2 separate regions of the Mus musculus genome follow, and region 1 is linked to region 2. The links are chromatin contacts, called in public Hi-C maps. All regions are on one chromosome and are shown on one strand. Each heading gives the region's core, a stretch centred on a gene start, on an enhancer-like site or on the middle of the called end of the contact. The rest is flanking DNA. Distances are from core to core; before and after follow the strand shown. Region 1 overlaps Iqch (IQ motif containing H). Region 2 overlaps Gm16759 (a long non-coding RNA gene).

The links. Hi-C and Micro-C count contacts between places; a contact is called where the count stands out from the background.
Region 1: a contact with region 2 is called in a Hi-C map of liver, with 4 times the contacts expected there. The contact joins two enhancer-like sites. A contact is called at or near these places in 3 of 39 promoter capture datasets (3T3-L1-derived adipocytes, the HPC-7 cell line and liver), 1 of 484 Hi-C or Micro-C datasets (liver), 1 of 115 datasets of contacts at active chromatin or transcription factors (embryonic stem cells) and 1 of 9 other capture datasets (adipose tissue).

Annotation. Positions count from the first base shown.
Region 1 is chr9:63,531,788-63,537,554 of GRCm38.p6, forward strand. It overlaps Iqch (IQ motif containing H), which reads right to left. Exons shown (of 22, transcript NM_001311098.1): 8 at 4,448-4,527; 9 at 2,550-2,588. Gm16759 (a long non-coding RNA gene) reads left to right here. Exons shown (of 5, transcript XR_003948339.1): 5 at 1,390-2,217. Among named protein-coding and RNA genes, the nearest start is that of Gm39358, 31 kb to the right of the region's middle. Within about 2 kb of position 3,339, at least 44 of the 459 cell types and tissues checked have an H3K27ac peak or open chromatin away from gene starts, as enhancers often do. A contact at or near this core is called in liver, where this site is marked.
Region 2 is chr9:63,409,872-63,415,741 of GRCm38.p6, forward strand. The region is part of intron 1 of Gm16759 (a long non-coding RNA gene); the gene reads left to right. Among named protein-coding and RNA genes, the nearest start is that of Gm16759, 13 kb to the left of the region's middle. Within about 2 kb of position 4,375, at least 4 of the 459 cell types and tissues checked have an H3K27ac peak or open chromatin away from gene starts, as enhancers often do. A contact at or near this core is called in liver, where this site is marked.

The sequences.
Region 1 (5,767 bases), core at 2,089-4,588, 120 kb after region 2:
CATGCAATAAATATCCAGCAATATGAACAAGATTATAAAAGGAATCTGTGCAGCGCCTTGTTTTGTCAATTATTTTTTCCATGAAAAAGGTGCTTTTCAAGTAAAAGTGTAGAATTAAGTTTACTTGAAAGCTTAATGCCAAAATGCTTAGGTGGGAGGAACAATTTATTATGGAAAATTAAAACAGATTCTAAAAGATTCTGCAGTTTCCTGTTTGGAGGTTTCCCCCACCCCTTAATCAATAAACTGTTAAGAGACAGAAGCAGAGAGATAGACAGAGAGGCAGAGAGACAGAAAGACAGACAGGGGGAGACAAGGAGACAGAGATAAGAGAGACAGAGAGAAACATAGAGGGATGGATGGACAGACAGACAGGAAGACAAAGAGACAGAAATATGGGGAGTCAGGGAGAAGAGTGAAGAGAGACAAGGAAACAGAGAGGCAGAGATAGAAAGACAGAGAGACAGAAGGATAGAGAGACAGACAAAGAGGTAGAGATATAAACAGACAGAGAGGCAGAGGGGAAGAGACAAACATTAAGTGGCTTTTGACTATATATACATATATATAGTCAAATATATATATATATATATATTATATTATATATATAATAACTTGGGCAGCATTGAACCTGTCACTGCTTTGATCTGTTCTCATTTCCTTTTACATATATATTTATATATTCTAAATAATTATATAAAATGTTTAAATTTTAAATTAAAATATTAATTTAAAATATTTTAAGTTTAAAATATAAAATAAATATAAAATATATTATATTTAATATAAAATAATTATATTTAATACAAAATATTTTATATATATAAAGGAAATGGGAACAGATCAAGGCAGTGAAAGGTTCAATGCTGCCCAAGTTTATCTAATAAAAAATTTGACAGCCAATGCATCCATAAAATATTAAGTTTTCCACTGAGACGATCACAAGAATATACTAGAAAGATATTAAAGAAACTAACACTATACAGGTGACTAAGAAACAAATAACCCTCGCTCGCCCCAGCTTCCCTAATGCTGGGACTCCAGACCTGCCTCACTATGCCCAGCAATCTTTGACTATCTGTTTAATGAATCTAGAAAACACAACAGGCTATCTAGATTGAAGCTGAGACAGCAGAGATGACAACCGCTATCTGATAAGGAAGGAAGCAAAGGCGCAGACTTATCAGCTAAGCATTCGGCACTGGAAAGAGAAAGCATTACATACACTGGGCGGGAGACGTGATACATTTTAGAAGGATTATCATTGTGAATGACTGAGATTTGTAGGTTTCTCACGCTCTGGGGTTTGGGAGTCATAGAATCACTTTCCTGTGCCAGCTCTGTCATCTACCTTGGATGACTTATCTCTCTCTGTCTACTTCCTCCTAGGGGAATAACAGCACCTACCGGCTGGACATGGGAACACAGGGGAGGCAGCCCTCAGAAGGTCAGCACCAGAGGCCAGTGCAGGGCAGGCACCAGTGCAGGTTAGCACTGCACTTACACTAAGAGTAGTATCTGCAAGACTGGCCCCTAGGAAAGAGCTAACCTGGAAGACAAGCCTTATACTGGCCTTTACCTCTGGCTGGCCAGGGACAGTGATAGCACAGATATTCTTCCATCAACCCCAGGGTTCCTCGGGCATGGGAGGTGCATTGTGTCACATACACAGGATATGCTGACACCACAGGAATGGTTTCCAAATGCCAGATAAATAAAGCTCTGGGGTTCTTCACGCACGGTCTCTTTTCAAGGTACAGAGTACGATGGTTTCTACACAGTGAGAACTCCTGGTACTGAGGCAAGGTCTGGGAGCAGTGTGTCTGGGTCAGAAGGACTGTCTGTCTTGCAGTCACTGTTGCAGATCCAGCCTTCCTGCACCAGCACTGGGAACAGGCAGAAGACAGCTAGCTCCCTCCTTGAAAGGGGGCACTCCTGGATGTCAGAGAGCCCAGCACATTCCAAGTGCAGTTTTCCTGCTAGCGCAGGGCCCTGATGGGACAGACCTTACAGGAGTGTACTTGCCATATGTGGGGACCGGTTCACTTTTTTTTTTTTTTTGGTTGTTGTTGTTGTGAACAGTTTAAATTCTATTTCCCCAGCCTACTTTACAAATGTAGTACATGTACATACACACTCACACACGTTTGTGTAAGTACAAATGAATGTGTGTACACATGTCAGCACATGCCAATAAACTACTACATTCATTTTTAACATCTTGCTTCCTTGTAAATATACTCTTAAATGAAAATCTTTGATGCTAAAAACACACAATTCAGACCCATTTTGAGGATGAGACATCTTTTGTTTGGGCAGTGACATGATTCAGTCCTCATAGAGAGCAAAGAAATGTTTTTCACTTTCCGCAACCACAATTATTTTTTTTTAACCATGGTCTAATTTCTTTTATAAAGAAGGGAAGCGCAAAAGAACTTTTGTTGCCAACTCCAGCTGTCAAGCGGCCTCCCACACTTCTGCCCTGAAGCAAAAGAAAGGGACATCAGGTGACAGATCCCAAATTCCAACTAGTCACACAAATTACAGACCTTTCTTCTGAGCGGTCCTCTTGACCTTTTGGCTCTCCCCTACAAGGGAGAAGGAGACACAGTTTAAATCAAAATGACTCTCCTGGGAAGTTTTACAAAACAAATAGAAGGCTCAGAGTCCTGGTCACCCTTTGCCTTTCTTCCCTTCCCCCACTGGGCCCGCTGTTCCCTACCCACACTGGCGGGAGCTAATGATTAGAGGGCTTTCCCACCCCCAGACATCAATGCTGTGCACGCCAAGCCCCACTTGCCTTTGAGGAAAGGGTTTGAGAAAGGAAAGATTTACATACATAGTTATAAACGGATGCTGGGTTCCACTTCCAGGGAACACTGCAAGAGGCATCGTAAGAAAGGGCTGACTGTGGCGTCTTGCCTGGGGTGGGAGCCTGGCAGAGGGTCTGCAATAGCTCCAATGTGGAGCTCGGCACTCTGCACTTTTCTCTTCACCTTTAACATCCGTGCCCAGTTTACCATACCACTATTAAGGAGTCAGTTTGGAAATGTACCAACTTGAAGCCACAGCCTTTAAATATTACTACTTTTAACGTTAGGGGAAATCTTTGCAAGTCAACAGAAGAAAATAATGCCAGGGCTAATAAGCATTTAGAAAAGACATTATTGTTTGATTTTTTTATGAGGCAAACTGCTTACTGGCTAAAAACTCACTCTGATATGTGTATTCCCTGTAGATTTGTTCTGTATAAAACAGAGCTGAGTTCTCAGTTGGAGTGAGAATCTAAACAGGTGCCTGGGCCTAGTGACATTATGCACATTAGCCCCTGGCCTGCTCACAGCCTGTTAAACAGCTGAAGTTGAAACAATGGTGGTGCCGGCCAGGCACCGCCGGAGGCCTGTCTGCCTTGGGATTCAGCCATTTGCATTGATTTTTTTTTTAACTCATGTTTTTCATGAAAACACAAATATTTGCCATGGCAACTGGGTTGTCACATGACATGCTACACCATAAGCAGCCTGGCAATCTCTTAAGGGGAAACGGCGCACCAGTGTGGAAAAGGCACCTGGCTCCTCATGAGGATGTCTGGGCATCAGAGGCAGGGAGGGCGGGGAGCAGCCTACTCTGAGAGAGTGGGGTTCATCTCCCTGCGGTCCCTTCTAATCCCTTCTTTCTTTTTTTCATGAGAACAGCTAAAAACATGACTACACAAGTCATACCAGAAAAAGTACTGCCAGATGTCCCCTTTTGATGGAGAAAAGTTTTAATTATCCTAAATCTGTCAGTGGTCCTTAAAATGAGAAAACAACCTACAGAAAAGCCCAGCCCCTTTAAACTGGGGGCATCTTCAGGAGAGTGAATTACACGGCCATGTGAGGGACTAATGTTAGAGAATACAGTCTCCTTCCTCTTCTCCATTGTGGTTTTCTGTGAATACCTAGAGAGCTTGTCTTTTCTTATGCTTGAAGACAAATGAGATATGGGAAACGCCTCTCAGTACCACACTGCATATGCTACAGATGTAGATGTGGATGGAAAACAAGTTACTGCACCCCAGACTTCTGGTCCCTGAGCAGCTGCTAGCATAGGCTGATCACTTGCCTGCCACTCTCAAAATACTGCAGTGGCTCTGCTCACCTTCAGCCCTGCCTATAGTGTCCTGGCAGAGTTGACTTCTGCATTCATTTTCCCTTTTAAAGTAGGAGCTGACTGTGTAGTTCAGTGGTGAGCTCTTGCCTAGCATGTGGGAGGCCCTGCATTTGATCCACAGCACCACAGAGACTAATGATAACCATAATAAGATAAACTGCTCCCTAACAGCCACTGAAATACTGCTTACTCCTGTGTGGAAGGAACAACTCTACAGTGTGTCTGTTACACAGAATCACATAGGCAGCCTGCACACGGGGCAGCTTGCCCTCCTCTGTGGTAGACATATGTGTACCTTGGGTATTTCTATCTGGTGAGAAGGCTCCTCCACTTCTTCAGGAACTGGGCGTGGCTTGAGAGCGAGAGGAAAGGAGGCTGTGGACAGAGGCAGGACAACATTACTCCTTCCAGAAAGACAGGCTAGGCCATCTGGTGCATCCTATGGGGTTCAACTTGAAAGTCAGATGGCTGGCATCCACTGTATGCTTACTACCTGCATTTCCTGTACCCATTCTGTGACACCGCTGGGATTCTTGTCTCCAAAGCAAAATCTATGATAAGGCAACTACTTCTTTAGAAAATAAGGTCAGCCCGCCTTATGCAAATGCCTAGAGGAAAGCTAGATCTAAAAGGCAGGAAGAGTAGAGAGGAAAATTTGTTTCTTTAAAAAAAAAAAAAAAAGACTCCCTTAATTTAATTAGCCAAATTTCCAGGTTTATGTACAAGATAATTAATATAGTTGCATATGATGAATTATTTTATTGGGTAGCTATTTAAAAAGATGACTAAAACTTAAACTGACTTGGGAAAACTGATATGATGAATAATGCTATAAAGATTATTTCTGAGATAATTAACCTATAGGCAATAACACTCAATCATATCTGTCCTGCTGATGGGCAGCAAACTCAGCTACCCTTTGCAGAGAGCCCAAGCCCTGCATTCTAGGGGAGAAAAAAAAAACCTTATAACAACAGTCTTTGAAAACCTGACTGACACTGAACAACACTTAATACATGATATGTGATAGATAGCTGAGAGCTTCCTTGGAGGACTCGCTTTCTCAGCCTGGAGCTGGGCTACCAGGACTCTTTTCAAGCATCTTCTTAAAGGCAGCAAGAGTTTCAGAGCGTCACAACCTGGCACACAAGGGATTGCATCTGGCCCAGTCTAACACATTCTCTGATTCTCCCAGCTTCTAGCAAGTCTCTCTGTGACAGCTCACCATTACGCTGACCAGTGCACCATGGTGTCCACCAACCCCAAATATTCAGTCTAAGCATGTCTAAATAGGAACATTGATCCTATCCCTGGATGTTCACGTTCCCTGTCTTCCTTGTGGCTGTCATGCCACCTGATAGATTTAAGAGAGAACGTGCCCACCACCACCATTTTCCTACCTGCAATGTGTATGCAAGGCCCAAGTTGACTAGAGGAGCCTTACAGTCAAGAAAAGGTAAACATGACTATGAAAGGAGGGGTCACTTAGAAGAAGCCCCTGATAGTCTGTCCTCTCACCCCAGAATGAATAGCTATTGCCCAAAAGACTAAAACCAGAATGTCTGGCAAAGAGGTGGATAAAAGGAGCACACCCTCACACACTGTCTGTGAATGA
Region 2 (5,870 bases), core at 3,125-5,624:
TTTGCACGACCAATGAGTGAGCCTCTCTTTCCACTGATGGCCGACTAGGCCATCTTCTGATACATATGCAGCTAGAGACATGAGCTCCAGGGGTTACTGGTTAGTTCATATTGTTGTTCCACCTATAGAGTTGCAGATCCCTTTAGCTCCTTGGTTACTTTCTCTAGCTCCTCCATTGGGGGCCCTGTGATCCATCCAATAGCTGACTGTGAGCATCCACTTCTGTGTTTGCTAGGCCCCGGCATAGTCTCACAAGAGACAGCTATATCTGGGTCCTTTTAACAAAATCTTGTTAGTGTATGCAATGGTGTCAGCGGTTGGAAGCTGATTATGGGTTGGATCCCCGGATATGGTAGTCTCTAGATGGTCCATCCTTTTGTCTCAGCTCCAAACTTTGTCTCTGTAACTCCTTCCATGGGTGCTTTGTTCCCAATTTTAAGAAGGGACAAAGTGTCCACACTTTGGTCTTCGTTCTTCTTGAGCTTCAGTTATTTAGCAAATTGTATCTTATATCTTGGGTATTCTAAGTTTGTGGGCTAATATCCACTTATCAGTGAGTACATATTGTGTGAGTTCTTTTGTGATTGGGTTACCTCACTCAGGATGATGCCCTCCAGGTCCATCTGTTTGCCTAGGAATCACCATGTCTGACCTAAAGCTGTACTAGAGAGCAATTGTGATAAAAACTGCATGGTACTGGTATAGCGATAGACAAGTAGACCAATGGAATAGAATTGAAGACCCAGAAATGAACCCACAAACCTATGGTCACTTAATCTTTGACAAGGGAGCAAAAAGCATCCAGTGGAAAAAAGCATTTTCAACAAATGGTGCTGGCACAACTGGTGGTTATCATGTAGAAGAATGCGAATTGATCCATTCCTATCTCCTTGTACTAAGGTCAAATCTAAGTGGATTAAGGAACTCCACATAAAACCAGAGACACTGAGACTTATAGAGGAGAAAGTAGGGAAAAGCCTCAAAGATATGGGTACAGGGGGAAAATTCCTGAATAGAACAGCAGTGGCTTGTGCTGTAAGATCGAGAATCGACAAATGGGACCTCATAAAATTACAAAGCTTCTGCAAGGCAAAAGACACCGTCAATAAGACAAAAAGGCCACCAACAGATTAGGAAAGGATCTTTACCAATCCTAAATCAGATAGGGGACTAATATCCAATATATATAAAGAACTCAAGAAAGAGGACTCCAGGAAATCAAATAACCCCATTAAAAAATGGGGCTCAGAGCTAAACAAAGAATTCTCACCTGAGGAATACCGAATGGCTGAGAAGCACCTGAAAAAATGTTCAACATCCTTAATCATCAGGGAAATGCAAATCAAAACAACCCTGAGATTCCACCTCACACCAGTCAGAATGGCTAAGATCAAAAATTCAGGTGACAGCAGATGCTGGAGAGAATGTGGAGAAAGAGGAACACTCCTCCATTGTTGGTGGGATTGCAAGCTTGTACAACCACTCTGGAAATCAGTCTGGTGGTTCCTCAGAAAATTGGACATAGTACTACCAGAGGACCCCGAAATACCTCTCCTGGGCATATACCCAGACGTTCCAACCAGTAAGAAGGACACATACTCCACTATGTTCATAGCAGCCTTATTTATAATAGCCAGAAGCTGGAAAGAACCCAGATGCCCCTCAACAGAGGAATGGATACAGAAAATGTGGTACATTTAGAGTGTACATTTATGTCAGTTCGGGCAAAAATTCTTTAAAAATAAAATGTTTCCATTACTTTTGTTGATTAACAATAACTAAAAGTTGAGTCTACAAACTGAATCTCGCCCAAATAAAGACATTATCAACTATCATGTTTAGCTTCTTGTCGAAAGATGTATTTTGCTTTAGTGTAAAGAATACCTTCTATGGTTGAGGAGATAGTCCCATTGATAAAGGGCCTTTCTTGCTAACATGAAGACCCGAGTTTGGCCCCCAGAACCCATGTTTAAAAGTATACAAAGGGGTTGGGGGTGGTGGTGGTGGTAGAACACACTTGTAATCCAGTACTGGAGGGGCAGAGACAGGACAGTCCCTAGGCTGCTCACTGACTAACCAGTGATGAGTTCCAGGCCAGTGAGAGACCTTGTCTCAAGGAAAAAATGGGGAGTGCAGCTAAGGAACAATACCCAATGTTAGCCTTTGGCTTACACACACACACACACACACACACACACACACACACACACACACACACACACAGAGAGAGAGAGAGAGAGAGAGAGAGAGAGAGAGAGAGAGAGAGACTTCCATCAGAAAAAATGTGTGCATTTTAACGAGGTATTTCAAAGCCAATACAAATTTAACTATTTGATAATCACAGCCCATTGGGTAATAGATGAGAAAGATTAAGAAGCTATACAATTACAAAAATAAGCTCAAAATATCTTTATCCATTGCTTCTAATAAATGAAAGAACAATGCCAGAAAGAGAAAAACCCACCTTTTTCTGTGGCATGTAAAAGTATGTCTTTCTAATGCTTTGATGATGGAAGCATAGGACCATCAAATTCTCGAGCTGGAAGGAAGCAAACACCAGCTACGTTTCCTACTTTATGAACTAGGAAACTCATGGCTAGAGAGGAGAAAGCACTGTTTGTTAATAAATAGATGGGACCAAAACCACACTAAGACATAACAAATCTAAAGCAGATGCCGTATATATTCCATACTACTTACAATTTGTGAACACCAGATCAACATTATTGTGTCCTTCAAAATCCTTAGGGCGTGGGGAGTGGGACCATTTTCCTGTTAATGCAGTCTCTATTTGGGCAGGTATAACACAAAAGTCATGGTGTGGAATGAATTCTAGAAGGGAGGAAGAATGGTACGCTTAGAATTAAAACAGTTTCCATAGTGCTGAGGAACTTGGCATTACTCTCTGGTAGCATCCTTAGCCGCTTGGAGCTGGGTGGTGGTGATAAGGTTTTCAGGCTGTCACCCATAGCTCATTATCACTTGAGATAGTACACCTTTTATATGTTTGTATGCATTTCTGTGTAAACCTTTCCCATACAATTAGATTGTTTCGTTTTTTTCCATTAATGTCACACAGGTTCATTGTGCAACAGGAAAAAACAACCAAACAAACAAACCATGATCCCATCGTTAAGAAGTAGGCATTGTTCCACCATTTCAGTGGTGTTCCTATAGCTTCAACACTGGCTTATGAGGTCTCAAGCACTGACATTATCTGTAAAGCTCAAGGCTTCATCCTGTAGAGTCCAGCTTCTTAAACTTTGAGTTGTGACCCCAAATGAAGTTGCATAATGGAATATGGCGGTAGCAAACCTAAACCTTAATTCAGAATCAAGCACGGACTGGCCTGGGTTTCTGGCAGTGCTTGCTCATTGCATCTCACAGCCTCACTCCACTTTGGTTCTGAGCACAAGACACTGTCAAGCTATGATGTGCCAGTTAATCCAGCCTGGATCATCCCTGCTCAGATTCAAGACGATTGTATGTTATAAGCTGAAGTATTTTTACTATGTGTGCAGAGTTTTCTGTTCTTGCAGAAACGTAAGAGTTTAATTACTGAAAACAAAGACTTTTAATGTCATACTGTCATCTATCAAATGTAAGCACCAAATTAATATCTTTACATTAAATTGTGTTACAAGTATTTGGTTTAAAAATAGTTTGAAGTAAAACATGTTTGAATTGCTTACTTAAATTTCATAAAAATCATTCAATAAATTTGGCTTGGCATTAGGACAGAATTTCCAACAATCTCTGAAATGTCCTAAATACACTTATGCCATTCAGTACTACAAATTTATAAAAAAAAATTGACATAAAAGTATTTGCCTACTTTAAAAATTATTGAAGATGTATGCTTTGCAGTACCAAATGTTAAGCTGATTCAATTCTTTATGTAAAAATAAGAAAATTTGTCTATCTCATTAGTGGGGAAATTTTCTTTCATCTTTAATAAATGGCAAAATTATATGCATATAAATTTAGCATAAGTTGTTGACTTATCAGTAATTTTTTTAATTGACAGGCATATTTTATATACCTGTATGCCCAGAGCTATGTAAAAGTTCTTTGGGTGAAAAGGTGTTAGTAGTGGAAAGAGCTTAGGAAGCCCTGTTCTAGGTATTCCTAGCGCTCCTTACAGTTGCTGGAGAAAGCTCAAGTTTGCTAAAAGAATTTCCTTTTTATTTAGGTAAATACATGAAGCTAGAGCTCCTAACATCCTCCTCTGTGGGAAGCAAGGAGCTTGCATTCCTAAGTGAGCTTCACACGAAACAGCTCCTTTCTTCTTGTTATTTTTCATCTCTTACTCTACTAAGCAGCTTTCTGCTTTCGATTTCATTTTCTTTTCATAATGCCCAGTTACCTCTTTAACAATCAAAATTGATCACAGTTGACATTGGACTCTTACCCCATTGCTGTAACTAGTACAGTCCTGATTAAATATACCCGTATCCACTTTAACCAGTATGTGGTCTTATTTATCTTTAAGACTATTTACAGAGTATAGTTCAATGTTTCAAAGTATGCATTTATCCAAAAACCCATTTACATTTCAACCAGTGACTATTGTCCCTTTATTACCCTCCCACTTCCCCTTGCCCTAGTCCACCCCCAGGCAAGCATTTCCTGCAATTTCTGATTTCTAGAATGTTAAATATGTACACTCTTTCTGTCTGCAGTTGTTCATTCTATGGGAATAGAGATTCTTGTATGCCATCGCGTTTATCAGCATATCATTCTTTCTCATTGCTGAATAGTGTCCCATTGTGTCATATCATTCAGTGGTTTTTTTCTTCATGGGCAATGGGTTCTTTCCAGTTTTTATTTGGAAGTTCTAATAGACTTTTATTGCAAGTACTTCTATTAGCATGGGTTTTCTTTTTCTGTTGGGTAAATACCTACAAGTACAATGGCTAAATTATGTGGTAGGCATAGTAACATATGGTTTCTAATAGTTACATAGAGGTCTTATGGGTTTCATATTTCTCATAAATGGAAATAATCCATAAAAAGACTTGTTGAACATTTATACCATTCATGTTTTTCACTACTGTTGCAAATTATTGGAGTTTGTTGTTTCATCCTTTCCTCCCTTCTTTTCTTGTATGTATGTATGCATGTATATATGAATGTATGGTGGCACCCACACAGAACACATGTATGTATACATAGTGATAACTGCAGACATGAAGCAAAATTTACAGAGTGGCAAAGAAATGTTTTTGAGAAAATCCATTATTCAAAAACAAAATATAAAGCCAGTGGTTGGGAAGATGACTCAGTCAGCAAAGTGCTTACCGTGAAGGCGTGAAGGCCCAGACCCATGGAGTTGTTGTTGTTGTTGTTGTTTTCATTTGTTTTGTTTTTAAAAAGCCAGTCACAGTGGTTAGCCTTGTAATCCAGTGCTGGGAAAGCTGAGACAGGTGGTTACCAGAGGCCTACTGGCCAAGTATGTAGCCTAGCCTACCTGGGGAATTCCAGGCCAGTGAGACAATCTAACTTAAAAGGAAAGATAGACAGTACCTGAACAATGACACCCAGGGTTGACCTCTGGCCTTCACATTTGTATGCATACACGAGTGCCTTCCCAATGCAAACACAGAAAGTGAAAAACTAAAACAAAACCTCCCAAACCTATTTAAAACATTAGTACTAAAGCTGTATTTTCCTGTGCTCTATTTAGGTCGTTTTTACCAACAGATTTGTAAACAGCAGGGACGTGCTTGTTATTTACTGTTTTGGTGTCTTCCCCTCATTTACATAAATACCCCAGAAACCAGCAGTTTAAAACTAATAAAAGCCAAGGCCCTCCATCAAGTGCAATAAAGTTTCACAACCATGAGTTAGATTGTTAGAGAGAAAAATAA